Linked DNA regions of Rattus norvegicus: region 2 is linked to region 1. Evidence: chromatin contacts called from public Hi-C data. All regions are on one chromosome and are shown on one strand. The core of a region is the stretch at or near the end of the contact, and the rest is flanking DNA. Distances in the headings are between cores, read along the strand shown.

The links. A called contact is a pair of places that touch in the nucleus more often than the background predicts.
Region 2: a contact with region 1 is called in a Hi-C map of liver, with 3 times the contacts expected there. The contact joins the promoter of Pam here to the enhancer-like site in region 1. A contact is called at or near these places in 2 of 12 Hi-C or Micro-C datasets (Schwann cells and liver).

The regions. Positions count from the first base shown.
Region 1 is chr9:105,484,718-105,489,984 of GRCr8, reverse strand. It overlaps a transcript of Pam not described here. Among named protein-coding and RNA genes, the nearest start is that of Pam, 83 kb to the left of the region's middle. Within about 2 kb of position 2,639, at least 6 of the 93 cell types and tissues checked have an H3K27ac peak or open chromatin away from gene starts, as enhancers often do. A contact at or near this core is called in liver, where this site is marked.
Region 2 is chr9:105,567,165-105,572,531 of GRCr8, reverse strand. Pam (peptidylglycine alpha-amidating monooxygenase) reads right to left here and starts at 2,164. Exons shown (of 25, transcript NM_013000.3): 1 at 1,879-2,164; 2 at 900-1,020. The coding sequence starts at 1,982.

The DNA.
Region 1 (5,267 bases), core at 1,390-3,889:
TACAGACGGTTTTTTTTTTTTTTAAACCTAATTGACAAGTTGGGAGTTCTCACTCCTGTCGAGCTTGGGAAAGACCGGGAGCAGAATAGTAACATGTAGTCTCAGGAAAACAGGGGCTGCCCCTGAGTCAGCTAACGAGAGAGGACTTTCCAATCAAGCTTCCGTTCTTTCATTTGTGCCTTCTGAGATCCTGTTTGAAAGGCGAGACAGGCCAAGCTCGGTAAAATGGAGGTAGGTGAGCAGGAGAATTACTAAGAGCTAGGGAGATGGCTGGTCAAGTCTGTTCCTTGATTCTGAGCTCCACAACCTGGGCTTGATCCCCAGGACCGGTATGGTGGTAGGAAAGAGCCAACTCCTGACAACTGTTCTCTTGCTTCCTATAGTTGCATGCTATAATAGCAAACACACATGTGTGCTCCTGCGGGCGCGCGCACACACACACACACACACACACACACACACACACACACACACACACTATGTACCACATACCATGTACACTAAATGTAAAATATATTGCCCTATACATATGGCATAATTTTCTCTTTAAAAAGCAACATTTGTTGGGCGGAGGACATAGCTCATAGGTAGAAGGCTTGATTACCATGCATGAGGGCCTCTGACTTCAATCCCTAGTGCTCAAAACTGCATGTGCCAGCTCATGTCTGTAATCCCAGAAATCAGGAGGCAAAGGCAGGAGGCTCTGTAGTTCAAGGTTATCGACCTCTATAAAATCATATCTCAAACTATTCCTGTTTTTGTGAACATGCACTGAAAAGTATCTAGAAGACATACCATACATAAATATTAGGAGTGTTATATTTGAGGGAGAGTCCTCCAGTCTTTATATGATTCTCTACTTTAAAGAAGATTCAACTATGAATTATTACACTAATTCAACAGGCAGAAATCCACCTGTGTGCCCTCTGTTACACTAGGCTCTGTGTACCTGAATACACAGAGGGCTCATCACAGCTTCGGAGGGCCAGGCCCTACACTGACCACAGGAGTTCAAGGACGCTTCGAACCATTCTTTAAAAAAGAGATCCTGCCTAGCTGAGTGGAGCTAGAAAGAAAAAGTGAATTAAGGCTATCAAGGAAACAAACACATCAAACGGAGCAGGTGCACTGACCTTTCCAGAGATGCGAGTCAGAAAGGACAAATGATCCATCAATAAAACTAGTTTGTTAGATTTATTTTTAGAGGACAATCACAGGAAGAGTATAACCACACATCAGGCAAAACCACGAGATCTCTAACACTATAAAGTGCTAAAGAAAACACGGAAGATTGCCAGGTGAAATAAATCCTGCCAGTGGCCCTGGGTGGCCCACATTACATGGTCTGCGAAAGATGTTTCTTTGGAGAAAAGGACCTAATTTCTCTAACTCCTATCCACAATTCACCCTGAGGTAGCTTTTATTCTCCTGTAATTAATTTTTAAAAAGCAGCTAAATGTAGTACATCCTACTCAATATTCTTATTCCTTTTTTCCCACCACCGTTAATTTTCTTCCCCCCAACAGTGCAATGTCACTGACTTCTTACAGATCATAAATTCTTCAGTTGATAACTTTACATAAAAACACTACTACCTGTCTGTCTCTGTGTTTATTCTAAGAACAGCGACTGGTGAAGTGCACACCCACATTTAGACCACCCACAGGAACACGAGGTCCAAAGGTTAGAAGCACAGCTGGGAGTAACGGACTACACCCTCCTGTGGTCTGACAGGTTCCAGCTGGATAGGTATATGCCCTTATATCTGTCCTAACTTCAGAAAAACAATAGGCTTATTCTTTGAGCATCCGAAAGCTTCACTGGTACCCAAACGGAAACAAATCAAAACTTAAAATGGAAAATGATTCTTTTACAGTAAGAGTGTATTTGTCATGCCTAAGTCTAGCCCTCAGGAAACACCTTAACCTTTAAACTGTAGTTAGGGAACCCACAAGGCCCTCAGCCTGACTTGTATATTAATCGGATGTGAACTCGAGCTGGTGAGTAAAAGAAGCAAAGGGAGGTTAGAGTCCAGAGGGATGTTCGAGCCAACTTGGAAGGCCAGAGCAGTCTGCTCCAGTGGCCATTGAACTCTCTCCCCACTACACATCTCTAAGGCTAGGACAAAGCACTTTTAATCCGCTCATACCGCACTGCCTCCTAACCCCCAGGAGCAGTGCCCTTGGCTGCTCTGCTCTTGGTTAAATGAATGATTACCTAACTCCAGACACTGGAAGTGCATGGAGTTTTTCGATCTACATTTGGGATTCGGGATTCTAATTAAGACAAATCCACACTGAGCTAATGAAAAAAGTACAAGAACTGGTAGGAAGGGCTATGGCCTGACCTCCTATTGAAAGTCAGGTACTGGCCAAATTTAGTGACCTGTCCCCTGATGCTTCTCCATCTGACATCTTATAACTCTCTAGTCTCATTACTGACTTCTGTCTTCAGTGAAACCTTCTTCTGGTCGTTGCGTGGTCATTTCTTTGTCCTTGATAAGTCTTTAACTATCTTGTCCAGTTTACCTCTGGACACGATTCTAAACTGCAAGCTTCTCAAAGGCTCCCCCTATAGGACACTGACAGTCTTACCTCCAAGCACTTCAGACCATAGCCCACTGAACCCTGCCCAGCCTCCTCCACTTCCTGTTTCAGGGTGAAGAGTGCAGAGATTAGCATTTGGTACAGTGTGGCTGTGAGCCGGTCTAGCTTTGGCTTGTTATTGTTGTTGTTACTGTTATTGTTGTTGCTGTTGAGATATTTCTTTTTTATTACTGTTCTAATATCATCAATTATCACAGCCTAGTTGAGGTTTTAAAACATCTCTGTGATCTAGTTTTGGTAGGTCACATGTACTGAGGAATTAAAAACACCGGTAGCACTTTGCAGTTTGATTTGAATTTTCTGAACTAAGATGCTTGGGAAAGAAGACTTAGTATCTACAGTTTTCCCCTGAAAAATGAAGGAAGGCGAGGAACTGCAACACACTCAGTATCTGCTGATAGATTCTTTTAAAACTATTTTTTATTGTGGTCTCATGTATTGCATCCTGACTGCAGTTTCCCCTCCCTTCTCTTCCCAGTGACCCCTCCCCCTTTTGCTCTCGCCTATCCCTTCTCTCGACAATCCTGGGCTTTCTCTGCTCTAGAAACGGATCTGCTCCCTTCTCGGGAAAGTCCGTGAGTACCTACCTTCCCACCCCACTTTGCCTCCGAATTGCTCTCACCCCTTTCTATCAACGAAACCCAACCGACCCACCAAAACCTATCTCAGAATCTCCAATGCTCTTTCTTTTTCTATCCACCCTGAAGACACTCTTTTGTGGGTCGAAGACTGTGGCTCACTGCTAGGGGCTGCACTGAACAAGTGTGCTGTCCCTTCCCTGCCAGCAACAGTAAGAAAATATGGTTCATGGTTATGAATTTTTCCTACTTCCTCTAAGCTTCTGAAGAGCAGAGTCTATACCTGCTTCCTAGCCTCTACTGAGGACAGACGGAGCTCTGTGCTCTGCTCGGCGTTCCCTCAGTCAACAGCGAATGAACACAAACTCCACAACCTGCTTCCAGGTTAGCAAGGTACTAGTGATTAAATGCTTTTACTTAAGCTCTTAAAAAAGAACCCCACGTGACATGCTAAAATACCAATATGAATTTTGCTCTCAAAAGGTGAAAACAACAACGCAAAAACAAAAAATAAAAGCTGAACTAGATTCCATTATTTCTACCATACAACTTCTAGTTTCCCTAACTTCCCATTATGTTTCTCAGCTGGACCTCTACCTTCTAATAAGCAGCTACCTTTTCAGCAAGTACGTCCGATAGACTGGCCCATGGAAGAAAACTTCTCTTCTGTGTGTGTATGTGTGCGGTTTGGTTGGGTTTTGTTTTATTAATGGCTTTTTTTTGGTCTTTTATTACTTTTTATTCTTAATTTTTTTATTCACTTTACATCCTGCTCACTCCTCCCTCCCAGTCACCCCCGCCCCCAGCACCCCGGGGATCTCCTCATATTATGTGTAGAGGTGTTTTGCCTGCTTGTATGAGTGTGCACCGTATGCATGCAGCACCTGTGACGGCCAGAAGGTGGTGTAAGAAGGTGGTGAGGCCACTTCTCAGTCCAAGAAAAAAAAAAATGAAGCTACTCCATTTTATCCTCGAAGAATTTAAAATTTGCTTTCATTTAAAGGTCAAGGATTATCCCCTTACTGTACTTCTTTAACTCATCCAAGGGCCCTGCATCTTAGACACATATCCTGAACTGAACACAGATAACAAAGCCCTTAGTGTCTTGAATCTAAAAGGCAAGGAATTATACATGTGGCTTACTTTAATGCCCAAAACTTATTTCAACATTTCGTGATTCTAATTTTGATTACGATCCTCAGAAGAAGTGGGGGATTAAGCTCTAATGTTTTTTTTTTCTAAAGAACCTAGTTGAAGATAACTTCCTATTTTAGCCCTTCAATTAGTCTGATGTAAAATACCTCTTCCCTAGGCTACAAACAGAACGCGGATGGAAGGAAATTTGGAGCATGCACAGGAGCTGAAGCGGGCATTAAGGGGTTAAGGATGATGCCTGCAGCCTAAGAGGTCCAGCAGAGCTGAAAGAGTCGGACAGCCAGACTGGGCTCAGTGCTTCTGAATAACATCCCTTCTGTACATGGACCTTGCAAAGGGCATTCAGGCAAGACTACATCTATGGATTTAAATTAATCAACCAGTCTGTGGGACAATGCTGGATCTCCTTCCGTTTAACCGATCAAAGTCGGTTATCAGTGGCTTCTTAAAGGTCAAGTGGAGTAGTACATCAAACATTGCTCTGAGAGAATATTCCAACCTCTGCATACCCGTCACATGCTGTGTGGGATTCCTGCAGGATCGCCCATTTTAACCCCAATTCAACGAACTACCTTCGTTTTCTTTATAATCTTCCCTCGGAAGGCTGAAGCACAATTCATACGGTTTAATAATATTAATTATGAGAAAGCTTGTTTTTCTCCTGTATCCGGTTAAAACAACATCAATACATCAATTATAATGCCACACTGGATAGGGGAAGACCAAAGTAAGGACTCCAGTCAACAGCAGCCATGTCCACGAGGTAAAACTCGAGGTTCTGCTTTGGCAGAAACAGTGTATTGGGAAAACACACAGAAAAGAAAGTAATAGCTACAATCACTGTCAGGCAAGGAGTGCTCAAGAAACTCAAGTATTTATTGGAAGATAACTCAAGTCAGGTAGAAACTTGCATCTGCATGGACAACTG
Region 2 (5,367 bases), core at 915-3,414, 83 kb before region 1:
TTTAAAAGTCACTTTCCTCAATAAACAGAATACTTTTATTTTCCCAGTGCCAAAAGGGAAAATAGGAAGTGGAGCGTTATCTGTGAGACTGAGTCATCAGGTAGCCAGCCTCTCCACATTCAGGCCTCTCCTCTCACCGCCTGCAGCCCTTCAAAAAGCACGGGGCTATCTTTTAATGACATACATAAATCCCCCACACTGCCTGGCCGCAGAGCATAATTAATTCTGGCCTTTCATGCTTAATGAAACACCTTGTACACACGGCAGTGGTGCCGTTAGCTTCTTGTGTGTGCTAGGTCGTGGGATGCCTAGCAACGTTGTTCCACTTCATATGCTCTGCGTCTCGTCTGTGTGAGCACTGCTGTTATCTCTTCAGGAATACAGCTCCAGAAAATTCATCCTGCCACCTGTACGAATAGTTCCCTTAACTTTCCAAACCGTGGAATGTTTTGCTTTTTTTTTTTTTTTCAACTTCTTGGCGGCGAACAGAATTTTCTATCTTAATTGTGGCTGCTTCGGAAGGGTATTTTAAAAACACAGTAATCTGGTCCATGCAGCTGCTCAGCCCTATTTCCCTCGTTAGAACATTTTGCCTTATCTTTGTGCATATTTAGACGCTGCACTGCAGAGGACATTCCCCCACAGAGAATCTCAAAACATAAAATTTTTAAGTTTCTGTTTGAATCACAAATACCAGAATGGGTAACGTTTTTCATAAACATAATTGAACTGAAATTATCCTCCCCTGAAGTCTTACCCCCTTCACAATACTCCAGCCTCAGTTGAAAAGTATGAAAGCAAAGAGCTTAGTACAGCTATAAATGCGAGTGCCTTGTCCTACCTTCAGTTTTAGACCGTGCACAGAACAGGTGGATAATAAAGTACAGAATTCCACGCACCTCTTTAGGTGTAACCCCAGGCATGCGAATATCCAGCGCAAAATCTGATGCATCAAGAGGGGTGACTGGTCCAATGGTACCAAGGCATTCATTGGAAAATGATCTGGTAGTTTCTTTAAACCTTAAGAAGATAATTTGAACATTCTTGAGCATAATTGGAAGGGTAGAAATAAATCCTATGCCCTTAAGTTTAAGGATTATTAACTTATAACCAATTTGTAAGCAAAATAAAACCAGAAGAACTAAGCAGGGTCTGAGGTTCGACCCAATAAGTGCTCATAATACATATTTCTACTTGATGAAGACGCTATCGTCCTCACGCACACGCTGATTTTCTAGTGGCAAGACTGAATCGTAACCCACTGGCATTTTGTCAACTCTGAGTGCCCAACATTACTAATAGGAAACAAACAACAGAAAACCTTAGGCACAGCCTTGCTAGGTGCAGTTATATGAGGGCGAAATAAACACTGCGATGTGAATTACACACGTACAAGTACATAAATATTTCATATGGTAATTACGAGGTGCGTGTATACAGCTCGATATTTCCTAGTGAGCTATTACAGCCAATGATCTTCTCCCCACCGCCGATCTATCTTGATATTTTATTCCTCCAGCTGTTACATATAGGAAGGCATTCAAGTCTAAACAACTATATTGCAGTTTCTGAAATATTTCCCCAAGAGGGTGCGATTAGTTTTGGAAATCACAACTTCTAATTGGTGTTCCGAAAGCCAGGATAGCAGCAGCTTGGCTACAGGACTGTGAGTGGGCTTTTAATGCAAGGGGCACTTCAGGAGAAGTTACTGAGCTAAAATTGCGAGACGTTTGGGTAGAGAAAATCAGCCTTGTGGAGATTTTTTTTTTTTTCAAAGACCAGGCTACTCCAAGTGACTACATTTCTAAGGAGCATACACAGAACCCACCCCAACCTCCTTCCTCCTGCCTAAAGGAAACAAACAAGCCGAGCACGCACCTCTTAAAGACAGAAAGTGGGCTTCTGAAGGCCAGGCAGCTGCTCTGCAGGGCGAGCAGCCCCAGCAGCAGCAGTAGCAGACCGCTGCGGGCGCGTCCGGCCATGTCCGCGCAGGACCAGGGCAGCGGGCAGTGGCCGGGCCGGCGGGATGGCAGGGCTGGCGGCCGCAGCTACTTCATGGCCCCGGGCGAGGGCGATGCGCGGCCAGCCGGGTCCGCTCGGTCCGCTCCCGACGCGTGGGAAGCGGCTCTGGAGTCCGCTCCGCCCGCCCGCTGGAGCCGCCCGCCCTCCAGAGCGGCCAGAGCCGGTGGCAGCCACAGGGCTGGAGGAGCAGGGTCCTTATCGCTCGCAATGCCAGGGGCTGTGAGGGCTATCGCGCAGACCCGCGTCAGTCATCATTCGGAACCTGCAAAAATAGAAGCAGATAATGGATGACTAACACATTACAGCATTTGTCCTCAGCAAATCCCAGCTGAGGTTCCTTAATACACCAGGAGTTTCACAAGCTTGCGCCCAAGCCTGGGGAAAATGCTGGTCTGTTGATCTCTCTCCACCCCAGCGACAAGCCCCCGCGACTTCACCGACCCTGAGCAAAGCCCCAGTCCTGCCCTTAGCTCGCTCTTCCTCCCCAACACCCACTCCGCGTTTGTTTTTGTTTTTTATTTTATTGTTCTGATTTTTACCTGGCTCTTCACCCTACATTCCCTTCTATCTAGCCCACTTCTACGGGTTTCTCTCTCTATTACTCTCTCATCTCATGGGGGTGGGGGGGAAGCCCTGCTCCAGATCTCCGTTCAATGTAAACAAAGTTATTCACTCAGATCACTGACTAAGGAAAAAGGACTAAACCAGAGAGGCGAAGACAAAGCACTTAGAGACCACGATAATCGGGCAGAAAAGATGAGAACAAAGACATTTCATGTACAAGCACCACAGGGCTACAGATGAGAAGAGAAAGAGATACCCACCGCCTGCACAGACAGGCATCTCTATATAAGCAATTGCCCAAGTTCTCAGTATTACTCTAAAACTCTACAGTTAACTGTATGTGCTTTGCAAATGCCCATTCAAAAGCTGGCATCTAGTATCCAAATCAATCATTTCTTCCCATTGTGGCATGCTGCCCCAAAGATACTCTATCCTCCATAAAGTTTAGAAACGGGTAACACAACTAGGAAAGGGTGGGAGTGGAGCGGGAGGGGTCTTAGCCATCCTCTAAATGCAGTATCTCTGGAAAGGCTATCATCAAGAACTCCCTATTAATATGAGTAAGAGATGGGGGAGCTCAGGGAAGGAGACCTCAAAACTATGGCAGACGTCGTTACGCTGAATAATTTTAGGACAAGGAAATCAACAGCCTTTTAAAAGGAGGTACTAAAATCAAGGTCCTCTTATGATTCTTCCTCCTCTCTACACACTCCGTTTCTCCCGTATGAAAATCCAGCTGGAGAAGGGAACAGAGCTGTCTCCCATGCTTAGCCTGAAACCCTACTGTCTCAGTACAGGAGACAGGAACGGACTCTACTGGACAGACTCCCAGGACCAGACCATGTACCAGGCACATGTGAATACCAAAGGGGTGACTTTCTGGAGCCTTAATTAAGCCAATAAAAATGTGCAGTCTACATTCTGCAAACACCACCCCCCTTACAGAAAAAGCAGCATGTTCCTAATATTTCTGGCTAGTGGGAGAGTCACAATCCCATCTTTGTCCACTATACTGTGCTCCCCCTCCCCCCCTTTCCCAAGCGTTTAAGTTAGTATGCTTTTCCCCTGGGCTAACTTTGTCAATATCCTCAATGTTAACCCCTTCAGGCTTAGGGGAAACTTCCTCTGTAGAGGCCTCTCAGAAAATGTGACATTCCATGGGCAGCTCAACTGAGCTAAACTCTTAAAATAGTCACGCTATGACTTTACTAGTTGCGCTGAACACTGTCCAGATTAGGTGTTGAATCTGAGAACGATACGGCATTAATGTAAAATGTCTCGTTCCCATTGTGAAAAATAGCTTCTATACAACAGAGCTCTAAATGTTTAACCCATATTTATAAATATGGTGCAGAGAATGTCAAATCAGTTGATTTCATGAATAACAGTAAATGGAACAAAAGTCAGGAGCTGGGGGGACAGCTTAAGCTTACTTAGCAAGCAGGAGTTCTAAGTTCAATTGGATTATCAAATGAATAAGTCGATAATTTAGACATTCTCCACAATAATACGCTAGCCTCTAAATTTCCCGCTATAACTGATGGCATAGTGGAGCTAAGCCGTGTGTGTGTGTGTGTGTGTGTGTGTGTGTGTGTGTGTGTACACGTGCATGTAAAAATCAAAAAATAAATAAACTTTAATTGTAAACTGAATAATACTCAATCATGGCCAGGACCATCTAAGTTACACACCACATACCAAATATAAATAAACTAAAATTTAATGTTCCCACTACCTCAGGGATGCTTGAGGTTCACCAGCACCCAAGGGCCACAGGTGATTTGCATAAGCGATGATGTTTTTTTAAAAGACTGTTAGTGTTTGTTTGAACTTTTGCCTTTGGCTCCCTGTTTGAGATCAGTGACAAAAACCTTGAGCTGTCCTTACTCTGGGTAAAGAAGCCTCCTGGGGATGGGGATGTTAGTGTGGTAGGCGAGGCCACTGTCTTAGTGCCAACCAAGTACAGTCCTGGCAAGTAACAATGTTGAACATTTTCTGAAGTTCTCTTTAAAAAAAACATGTATATATTAGGAAAGGAATTCTGTGTCATTCAGAACAGGATTCAAGGACGGTCCTTGTTTGAGCTTGCAAGGATTAAACAAAACACTGGAAAACAAACTTACTGTTAAAATTCTGTAAGAGGAACACGCCCTTAAGTATACTAGCCTTGGAAATAAAATTCCACTTAACTCCCTGATTGATTTTATTACCTTTGATGTCCCTAAACCACCCACTTAAAGGAAAGAGAAGCTGTGGGCAGAAGCCCAGATGGTATTTGCAACCATAGATACAATACCCTTTACTACCGAACTGAAAGAAAATTATGATTCTTAAATCTTTCAAAGACAGAATACACATTATGATATGACAATAAATATGTTTCACCACTACCACTTCATTTTCATAATCCCTATTAATGTAGGATATGAAACATTCCAATCTTTTCTCTCAACGTGTTTAAAATTCATACTATATGATCCCAACATAATGCCTTTACTCACTCAAAGCTCCTTAATTTTCTATAATGCACAAAACGTTGTGATCTGTGTTTGTGTTTGTTCGGATGACTAACATTAAAGAGAGAAGGCAAGTTATTCAGGAGGTAAGAACTTCACACAACTGATGGGAGCACTAGTCCCAGAAAAGACCAGAAAAGACTCAGATGTCTGAGAAAGGGAAGTGTCCTCAAGATGGGATGAACAAGAAGTGTTGGATGGCAACGTCAACAGAAGGCACAGCCTGGGCGTGCCCAGTACAGCAGACAGCAGGAGCAGAAACGCC